Regions from separate parts of the Mus musculus genome. Here region 1 is linked to region 2. The links are chromatin contacts, called in public Hi-C maps. All regions are on one chromosome and are shown on one strand. Each heading gives the region's core, a stretch centred on a gene start, on an enhancer-like site or on the middle of the called end of the contact. The rest is flanking DNA. Distances are from core to core; before and after follow the strand shown.

Region 1 (4,769 bases), core at 382-2,881, 97 kb before region 2:
CTGGAATTTTCTGGAGGAACAGAATTGATGGGATCCCACATTTTCTATATTAAATATGAAACATTTTATATACCAAATATATTAGAGAATGCATGTCATCAGCTCACTCTGAAATAGTCTCAACACCGAGGCTGGGAATCCGGGAGCTGACTGGTCCTGGAGGTGCCTCAGTAGTCATCAATCCTGCACCAAAAATCTGCAAGTTCTTGGAGACTTGAAGGTCCTTGGTCCAGGATGGAAACCTGAAATGGCTGCTGCTTCTGTTTTCAGTGGAGGAATCGTCTTCGTCGTCATCGTCATCATCATCGTCCAACGCTTCAAGCAAGAGGCCAGGCCAGGCCAACAAGGGCAAGTGGTCTTCCTTCTTCCACACTATTTAATCTGGTCCCCCACTAGCAGATGCTACCCACATTCTGGTCAGTCCTCCTACATCAATTAAAGCAATTAAGACAATTCTTTAGGTGAGGCTGTTTGCTCGGGTGACTTTAATTTGTGGTGAGTTGACACCAACCCTAACCCTCTCTCTCACACACGCACATAGGGACGCAAGGGAAGGAAAACAAATCTTACATTGTCCTTTTTGTTGTTGTTTTTTGAGACAGGGTTTCTCTGTGTAGCCCTGGTTGTCCTAGAATGGGCTCTGTGGACCAGGCTAGCCTCAAACTCACAGAGACCTGCCTGCCTCTGCTTCCTGAGTGCTAAGTCTTGTATTTTTCTATGCTGTTACTGTGGTGGCCAGGGAGGCGTATGGCTGTCCCTCATTTGCCCTTGGCCTCTAGCCTAGACACAACTCCATGTGGAACTCCTCTTACCTCCCCACATCTATCACTCCCTTCTTACCATGGTGGTAGAGTCTGTCCTCACTTCTGAGAGGCCCTGCTGAGCTCCTGGGTTACGCTCTCAGCATGGCCTCCCCTGCTCCCATGACTCCCCAGTAGTACTCATGATTGACCGAAGCTTTCTCCTTTAAAACGAACAAACAAAAAAAATGCTTGTTTTTCTTCAGTGTTGGGCAAACTGAGAAGAGGAGGGAGGGGCTGAGCCAGAACTATCAGGCCAGAGCAAGGGAAAACCCGTGGAGGCTTTACTCCACTGACAACCGCATTCAGTTTGGGAAATGGAACATTCATTCTGACAGCCTTGGCACTGTAGATAGAGGAGGGATGGGGGAGCTGGGAGCAGAGGTCACAGGGAGAGAAGCTGGGAAGGGAACTGACCAGAGTGAATGGTTCTTACAAACAGTTTTGCGTGATGCAGTGCAAAGGAACCCAGGTGGAGATGGGAAAGCCTTACCTTGGGGCACCATGTCCCACTAAGTTCCCCCCCCCTCCAGGACAAGGTTCTCTGCTGCATCTCTAACTCCTTAACACCGCACAACAGATACGTGTGTCAGAGAACAAACCAGCCGAGCCCAAGTGTGGCTGACAGAGGGATACCTGACCCCTTCTGCATGCAACCCTGCCTACAGTCACTCCGGAACCTGCCGGCCCCACCGCACAGGGTGAGGCAGGGCCAGTGGATCTCTCGGTTGAGCCTCGACCCTCGGCAGTCTAGAAGCAGCTGTCCAAGTTAGCACCCATGGGTGAGTGACTAACAAGGCCCGGCAAACTCTGAGTCTTCCCTGGCCCTTCACCTGGCCTTATGTTTCTCCTCAACAGCTACCACCCAGCTGCCCACCTCTTTTGCCTGTTGGTTTGTTAATTGGTGTAATATCCACCTTCCTCCAGAATCTAGAATTTGATTTTGTAGAATCTGGAATGGAATCAAAGCAAGGGCTATTTAAAATTGCCACCTGCCTTCTCCAGCTTTCCCATCCTCCCAGCTTCTAGCCTGTCTGACATAGTCTTCCAATTCTGTTTACAGTCGCTCTCCAGGGAGCCCGGCGACCCAGAGGCTAGTTGGCTTCGCAACTGTATCTCCCACGCCCGTCCTACGTGCAGCGCATGCATGCAGTAGGCGCTCAGCCTCGTGGTGGCCAGGACGCAGTCAAGCAGCCCGGGTGGGCCCCGCGGCCTGAGCCAGGGCCGGGCCGGGCACGGAGGGGTTAAGCCGCGCGCGTTTCCGACCCGCAGGTGGCGCCGTCCCGCCTCGGTGCCACTCGCCGCGCTCCGAAGTGCGGGACAGAATCGCGGCGAGCGCGGAGCCGAAGCTCAGCCCGACTTGTTGATCTCGCGCAGGCAGCCGCGGCCGCCGCCGAGCCGAGCCGGAGCCCGAGGTGGAGGCGGAGGCGCCGCCGATCGCCCGGGCCGCGCCGTCCCTGCGCCCCGCAGAGCGCCCCGCCCGCGCCCCGCAGCCCCGGCGCCGCCCTCCCGCCCGCCCGGCCGGCCCGGGTAGGCCTAGCCCGGCCCCGGGACCGCCGCTGCCGCGGGCGGGGGCGCGGGCGGGCGGCCGGCGAGATGCGCGCGGCGCGGCCCCGGGAGGCGGCCACCCTGGGGGTGAGTGTGGCGGGGTAGGGGGGTGGCGCGGGCCCACCCCGGGGCTGGGGGCGGGGCGTGTGCCCCGCGGGCTGTAGGGCCCGGGAACCCCCCGAAATCACCGGTGCGTGGCGGGAGGAGGGCACGCTCCGAAAGGCCAGAAGATTCCGCTGGTTTCCCCGCCTCCCACCTCCCCCACCCCTTCTCTTCCGAGCCCGGGCAAAGGCGCAGAACCCGGAGTTATAAAAAGCCATCGCCGGGAGGAGCGAGGAGGAGGAGCGGGAGGAGGGGGAGGAGGAGAAAGAGAGGAGGAGGGGCAGGAGGGGAGCACCGAGCAGGCGGATCCCGAGGACTCCGCGCCCCTCCTGCGCTAGAGTGGGGAGGGGGCGCACAAGGAGGTGCAGACCCCGCTGGCTTGGCTCCTTCGACCCTCACCTGGTCTCCGGAGCGGTCTCGGGTCCTGGTGTTGTGAGGAGTGGGGTCGCCCCAGGACAGGGCAGCCTGGTGGCCTCCGACAGGTGGGCATCTGGTAGCCTCCACAGTCCTCACTCGGCCCAAAATCTTCTAAGATTTAGAAAAAGCAAGCCCAATGCCATCGTTATGCTCCCACCCAAAATCTTGACTATCTTGGGGTGGGAGGAGATGAGAACTCACTAAAGAGAGAAAGAAAGTTCTCCCTGCCTCTCCCTTGCCTCCCAATTGCGGGGGCCAGGTTGGGCTCTCCAGCCCGAGAGCAGGGAGTTTCAGCACTCGACGGGACGGACAGCGCCCCGGGCGGCCGGATTGCGCCAGGGCGGGGGTGGGGCTTCCTGGGAGCCTCCTGGGGGCCTCTCCCGCCTGGAGGGCCACCCCTCCCTTCGTCCTGGGGTGGGGCTGACTTCAGCACCGGCGGGAGGAACAGCAGCCATCCGTCCTCCCTTCCCCCCCCCCCGCCCCCCAACTCCCCTGAGCCGCTTAAGCCTTGGGAAGGTCAAGGCCGGTAGGGGACCCTGGGGGAGGGGCCTCACAGTACGGTTCGCTGACCCGTGTCCGCTTTCGCTTTCTGCCTCGCAGCCGTCGGGATGGAGGTGAGACGGTAGCCGCGACGCCCGCCCTCGCGCACCCCTGCACCACAGCGGCCTGCAGAGCTCCCCGCCCCCCGCCCCCGCGGCAGCGGGCCTTGCCGTCGAGTGACAGCGGCCTGGGGGGGCAGGGGGGGCGGGGGCGGCCAGACCAGCGATGCCGGCGGGCATGACGAAGCATGGCTCGCGCTCCACCAGCTCGCTGCCGCCCGAGCCCATGGAGATCGTGCGCAGCAAGGCGTGCTCGCGCCGGGTGCGCCTCAACGTCGGGGGCCTGGCGCACGAGGTGCTGTGGCGCACTCTGGACCGCCTGCCTCGCACGCGGCTGGGCAAGCTCCGGGACTGCAACACGCACGACTCTCTGCTCCAGGTGTGCGACGACTACAGCCTCGAGGACAACGAGTACTTCTTCGACCGCCACCCTGGCGCCTTCACCTCTATTCTCAATTTCTACCGCACCGGCCGGCTGCACATGATGGAGGAGATGTGCGCGCTGAGCTTCAGCCAGGAGCTGGACTACTGGGGCATCGATGAGATCTACCTGGAGTCCTGCTGCCAGGCCCGCTACCACCAAAAGAAGGAGCAGATGAACGAGGAGCTGAAGCGGGAGGCTGAGACGCTGCGGGAGCGGGAGGGCGAGGAGTTCGACAACACGTGCTGTGCTGAGAAGAGGAAGAAACTTTGGGACCTGCTGGAGAAGCCCAACTCATCGGTGGCCGCCAAGGTGAGTCTGGAGTCTGTTTCCCCCCATGGAGGCCTACACAGAGGCTCCTGGCTCCTCACGATGAGTATACCGGTTAAAAGGCAGGGGCTCCAAGCGAGTTCTCCAAGGACTACTACTCTTAAGAGGCACCCTTCCCATGTGATTCAGTACGGTGTACCCCTACTTTGTTGGGGGGAAATGGTTTATAAAACTCTAAAATGCTACGGCCTTGGTGAGAACAGAGTCGAGCTTTGCTGGATAGTCTTGGTGCCTCCAGGCCTGGATACATACTAGAATAGCCTGCCCTGCAGATGTAACATCTAGCCCTGAATTATAACCCCACTCTGCTCATAAGGAAGGGTATAAACACAGCCTACCGACACGCCTGGCAGAGGCTGAGGCACCCACAGGTATTTTAAGAGATGACAAAAGACAGGGAAGGCTAGTGGTAAGGACAGGTCTGCCCCAAGGCTCGGGACAGCGGGTGAGAGGACCAGGCTGGCTCCTTGTTTATGTACTTGCTGTGTGGTGCAGTTTGCACTTGGCTGTTGGAGGAAGATGTAAATTTCCAAATCAGAGCAGAAAATAGGC
Region 2 (4,469 bases), core at 904-3,403:
CATGAAAATGGGGGCTTTTCACCCCCAGTACATAAGCCTGTGTCCATGAATCACAACCCAGTGCCAGCCATGTGGTTCTCAATGGCCACTCTACCTGGGCACCCCTTGCCCATAAGAATGTTTCACCATGCAACCCGGTGCATCCCAGCACTCCCTGGAGGGGAGGCAGAAGCAGCAGCTCCAGGCAGCTGGGATCCAGGAGAGTCCAGCCTCCCAAAGCTCAAAACAAAGTAACAGTCTTTTCAACCTAGGAAGTTGATTAAATACAGGTGGGGGAGGGGGAAGGGTGATGGACTTGCAAAGCAACCTGGATTCCAGGAATAAAGAAAGGGGTAGGGGTGGACAGCTGGAAGACACCATCCACAGCTGGTTCCTATCTCCTCGGGACTAGGATAGCAGTGTTATATCTTATAAGGACAAGAAATCGGGAGCTGGCAAAATGGCTCAGCAAATAAAGGCACTGGCTGCCAAGCCTGGTGTCCTGAGTTTGAGCACTAGGACCCACATGGTAGAAGGATAGAAACAACTCCTCAAATTGTTCTCTGACCTCTACAGGCATACACATACATACTGTGCTCTCTCTCTCTCTCTCTCTCTCTCTCTCTCTCTCTCTCTCTCTCTCTCATACACACACACAGGCACACAGATAAGTGTAAATAATACATTGGAAAAAATCAGAAATCTATATTTTACAAGAGATCTGCCAGCTTCTAAGTCCGTGATGGCCTCTAGTTTCTTTACATGCAATGGTCAAAGGAGGTGCGCATGCAGGCCAGCCACAGTCACAGCCACCGATAGCTACAGGCTAGCCACAGCCACCAGCCAGTCATATCTATAGGCTGACCACAGCCACAGGTCACCCACATCTACAGGCTGACCACAGCCACAGACCAGTTACAACCACGGGCTGACCACAGCCACAGGCCATCCACAGCTATGGACTGACCAGAACTACGGACCAGAAATAGCTACCAGCATTGGGCTCTCTGCCAAGTACTGTGTACCAAGTACTGTGAACCAGATGGCCTGAGCACCTAGCTACTTGAAGCACCTGCTCTCCTGTGGTTTTGATGATACTGAAGGCCAGGAGCAGCTTTACCTGGTTGACTCTGATGTCACAATACATCAACTGCAGTCATCTACTGCACTGGTACTCAGCCACATGCTGTTCAGACGCCTCTACTCCTAGCCGACAGTGTTGCTTCGGTGCTTGCCTAGCATGTAGGTTCTATCCCCAGCACTGCCTAAGCCAAGCATGATGACACACACTGTATTCCCAGCATTCAGAGGGGGAGCCCAGAAGGTCAAGGGTTAAGGTCATCCAAGCCCTATCCCCCAACCATGGGCTGAATTTCACAGGACAGGACATTTTCCATTTGGTTTTTAAAAGTTTATAGCGGAGGATGCTGGCACATGCCTTTAATCCCAGCATTTGGGAGGCAGAAGCAAGCAGATCTGTGAGAGTTCGAGGCCAGCCTGGTCTACAGGGCAAGATCCAGGATAGTCAGGACTACACAGAGAAAGCCTGTTTCAAAACAACAAAAAAAAGGAAGGAAGGAAGGAAGAAAGGGAGGGAGAGAGGGAGGAAGGGAGGGAGGGAGGGAGAGAGAGAGAGAGTGTGTAAGTATAAGCCTGGCTAGTGGTGTATTTCCTAATGTCAGATGTGGAAGAAGTAAATACCTGCACCATGGCCTACAGGACAAAGGATGGTTCTTTTCTTTTCTTTTCTTTTCTTTTCTTTTCTTTTCTTTTTAAATACATGGCCTTTATTTCTTCCAGATCAAAGATTTGGGGTATAATCATATAAAGATGAAGAATCAAGTTTTGCAACCTAAAAATATTTACTTCTTAAAACTATATTAATATGTTAGTAAAAGATAAGGAGACAAACATGCACATTTATAAAGCTGCATATCAGTCAGGGCAGATCCTGCAGAGGGAATTCCCAGCGTGACCTCATTCATCTGTGAGGACACAGAGCAATCCTTGTTTGGACAGACACCATCTTCTTCACGAGCTGCTCTTCACCTCTCGATGGCCTCCTTTCACGCGTGCGCGTGTCTAGTTGTCTGCTTCTCAGAGCAGACATATACCTTCCTCATCCACCAGCCACTGGAGGAGGGCTGGGCCATGGATGACTCATTCCATCCATTCTTCATGGAGGGTTTCCTGCTGGTAAAAAGAAACCCACAACTTCTGCTATTCCTCGGGCGAGATCTGTTATAAAAGACAATCTCCATGGACACTGATTCTGGCTGTCCAACACTTGACCATTCGAGACGCAAACCATCTTCCCTCCGGTTACCCGCTTCCTACTGACTAAGGAGCTAAAGAATGTTTCAAACCCTCAACACAGAGGCCATCTTTAGAAATAGACTTGACTGAATTCATGCAGATCCTGTCTTGCAGCCTCAGTCTTCTTCTTGGCTAGAGCCATTCTGACAGCTGTGGGGTGCTTAGCAACCCCAACCCTGGATAGCAGGAACACCCTGGTGCAGTTACATCCCCAGCTGTCCCTATGGATTCAATGAGATTGGGGTGAAGGGTGGGGTGAGGGGCAAAATTATCACCAGTTGAGGTCCACTAGAACAGGACCAAACATTAAAGTCAAAAACATCCCCCTCCCACCTCTGGGCCCTAATCCATTTCTAGAGGCAATCCTGGCCCACAGCTCACACACACACACACACACACACACACACACACACACTCACACACACACACACACACACACACACACACACACCAATGTGCAGAGTGTTTTGTTTTGCCCTCTTGTGTTTCATCTCAGAGTTGCCTATGCTCAGCCCACACTGCCTCACAACCTCACTGGGTGCATCCTGGACCACATCCCACTAGGAAATGTATGAGGTCCTCAGTAAGTCTTCCTTGTAGCGTCCTGTCTTTGACAAAGGCTAGTCTCCTATGGCTGGGTATTCTAGTTATGTCCATCTTTCCCCTACACCAGGCAAGGCTGAAGTAAATGGCCTTTAGGCACTCCCTCTGAGCTCCACAGAGCTGAGATCTGCCTTTCCACTCTAATGCAATCTCCCGAGCCACCAGTGCCCATCCTGTGATGACTGCAGGCCCCAGCCAGGCTCTTCAGTCCTGCCCTTCATCTCTTCCAGGCTCCTCTTAACACTTAAATGTCATGTCTTAAATTCACTGTTAACCACAAAGCCATCTCTTCAGTCCCTGCCTGGTCCTTTTAAAGACTAATGTACAGTAGAATAGAAAGACTAGGAGATCAGAATAGAGAATAGAGTCAGAGTGAACATGCCTTACTCAGAACTGGGAAGGGAGACTCATGAAATTCTCACTTATTCTTGCGTGTGCCAGACTCAACCAGCAAGAACGACACTGCAACAGGATCCTTCTGCACACGTTTATTGGGAGAGCTTGATTGCAGAGGCGAAAAGACCCCGAGCCCAGAACTGGTGCTGCTTATATAGGCCTAGGAGAGGCGTGTCTCACACCCGGATTGGTTATGCACTATGCCTCATTTGCATGTTCCTCATCTGATTGGCTACTCTCTCTCTCTGTACCTCACAGAGCCTCATTATCATACCTCATTTGCATGTCTCACATCTGATTGGTTACTCTCTCTGTACCTCACAGAGCCTCATTATCATACCTCATTTGCATGCCTCACATCTGATTGGTTATACTCTCAAAGCCTCATTATCATGCCCGGGCCAGGCAATGTCTTTGCAAAAAACTTTACTGCATATGTACACATTGGTTGTTTGTCCAAACTTATGCGTGGTGGCCAGCAGTAGTCAGTGCCACTCTGCAACGGCACATGTGGCTTCACACAACTTATGTGTCCACACATGGTATAAATTACATTTGTGGTAGAAACTATCCCTCTTCCTGAAACTCAAGGTTAAAAATATGTGAAGGGCTGGAGATGGGTCAGCAGTTAGGAACACTGACTACTCTTCCAAAGGTCCCGGGTTCAAATCCCAGCAACCACATGGTGGCTCACAACCATCTATAATGAGATCTGACACCCTCTTCTGCAGTGTCTGAAAACAGCTACAGTGTACTCGCATATAATAAATAAATAAATAAATAAATAAATCTTAAAAAAAACCTGTGAAACATAGCCCCCCTCTAATGGTGGCACACACCTTTAGTCTCAGCACTTGTGAGGCAGAGGCAGATATATCTCTGAGTTGGAGCCCTGACTAGTCATAAGGACAACCAGGGCTACTCGGAGAAACCCTGTCTACAAAACAAAACCTAAGGAACAGCAGCAACAGCATAGGGACAAATGCCCACCTCAGCCCTGGCCAGACCACAGACATCTGGAAGTGCCTTTGTCCCCCACCAGGCTTGGTCTGACCCCTGGCCCCTCTCCTGCTGTGCCCAAGCACACACTTAAGACCCACTCAAAAAAGGCTATGTTGCTGTGATTACCTGTCCCCACTGCTTCGCACATGAGTGGGTGTGTCTATGCCCATGGC

What was found. Hi-C and Micro-C count contacts between places; a contact is called where the count stands out from the background.
Region 1: a contact with region 2 is called in a Hi-C map of embryonic fibroblasts, with 19 read pairs. The contact joins the promoter of 1110018N20Rik here to the enhancer-like site in region 2. A contact is called at or near these places in 17 of 39 promoter capture datasets (the 3T3-L1 cell line, the C10 cell line, the HPC-7 cell line and 10 more), 21 of 484 Hi-C or Micro-C datasets (B cells, CD4 T cells, the NIH/3T3 cell line and 11 more), 21 of 115 datasets of contacts at active chromatin or transcription factors (the 230-238 cell line, bone marrow-derived macrophages, cardiomyocytes and 12 more) and 3 of 9 other capture datasets (adipose tissue, liver and pancreatic islet).

The regions. Positions count from the first base shown.
Region 1 is chr2:167,187,487-167,192,255 of GRCm38.p6, reverse strand. It overlaps 1110018N20Rik (a long non-coding RNA gene), which reads right to left and starts at 1,631. Exons shown (of 4, transcript XR_001783560.2): 1 at 841-1,631; 2 at 1-426. It overlaps Kcnb1 (potassium voltage gated channel, Shab-related subfamily, member 1), which reads left to right and starts at 3,438. Exons shown (of 2, transcript NM_008420.4): 1 at 3,438-4,199. The coding sequence starts at 3,633.
Region 2 is chr2:167,091,380-167,095,848 of GRCm38.p6, reverse strand. It overlaps the pseudogene Gm11471. Among named protein-coding and RNA genes, the nearest start is that of Gm39984, 14 kb to the right of the region's middle. Within about 2 kb of position 2,153, at least 48 of the 459 cell types and tissues checked have an H3K27ac peak or open chromatin away from gene starts, as enhancers often do. A contact at or near this core is called in bone marrow-derived macrophages and embryonic fibroblasts, where this site is marked.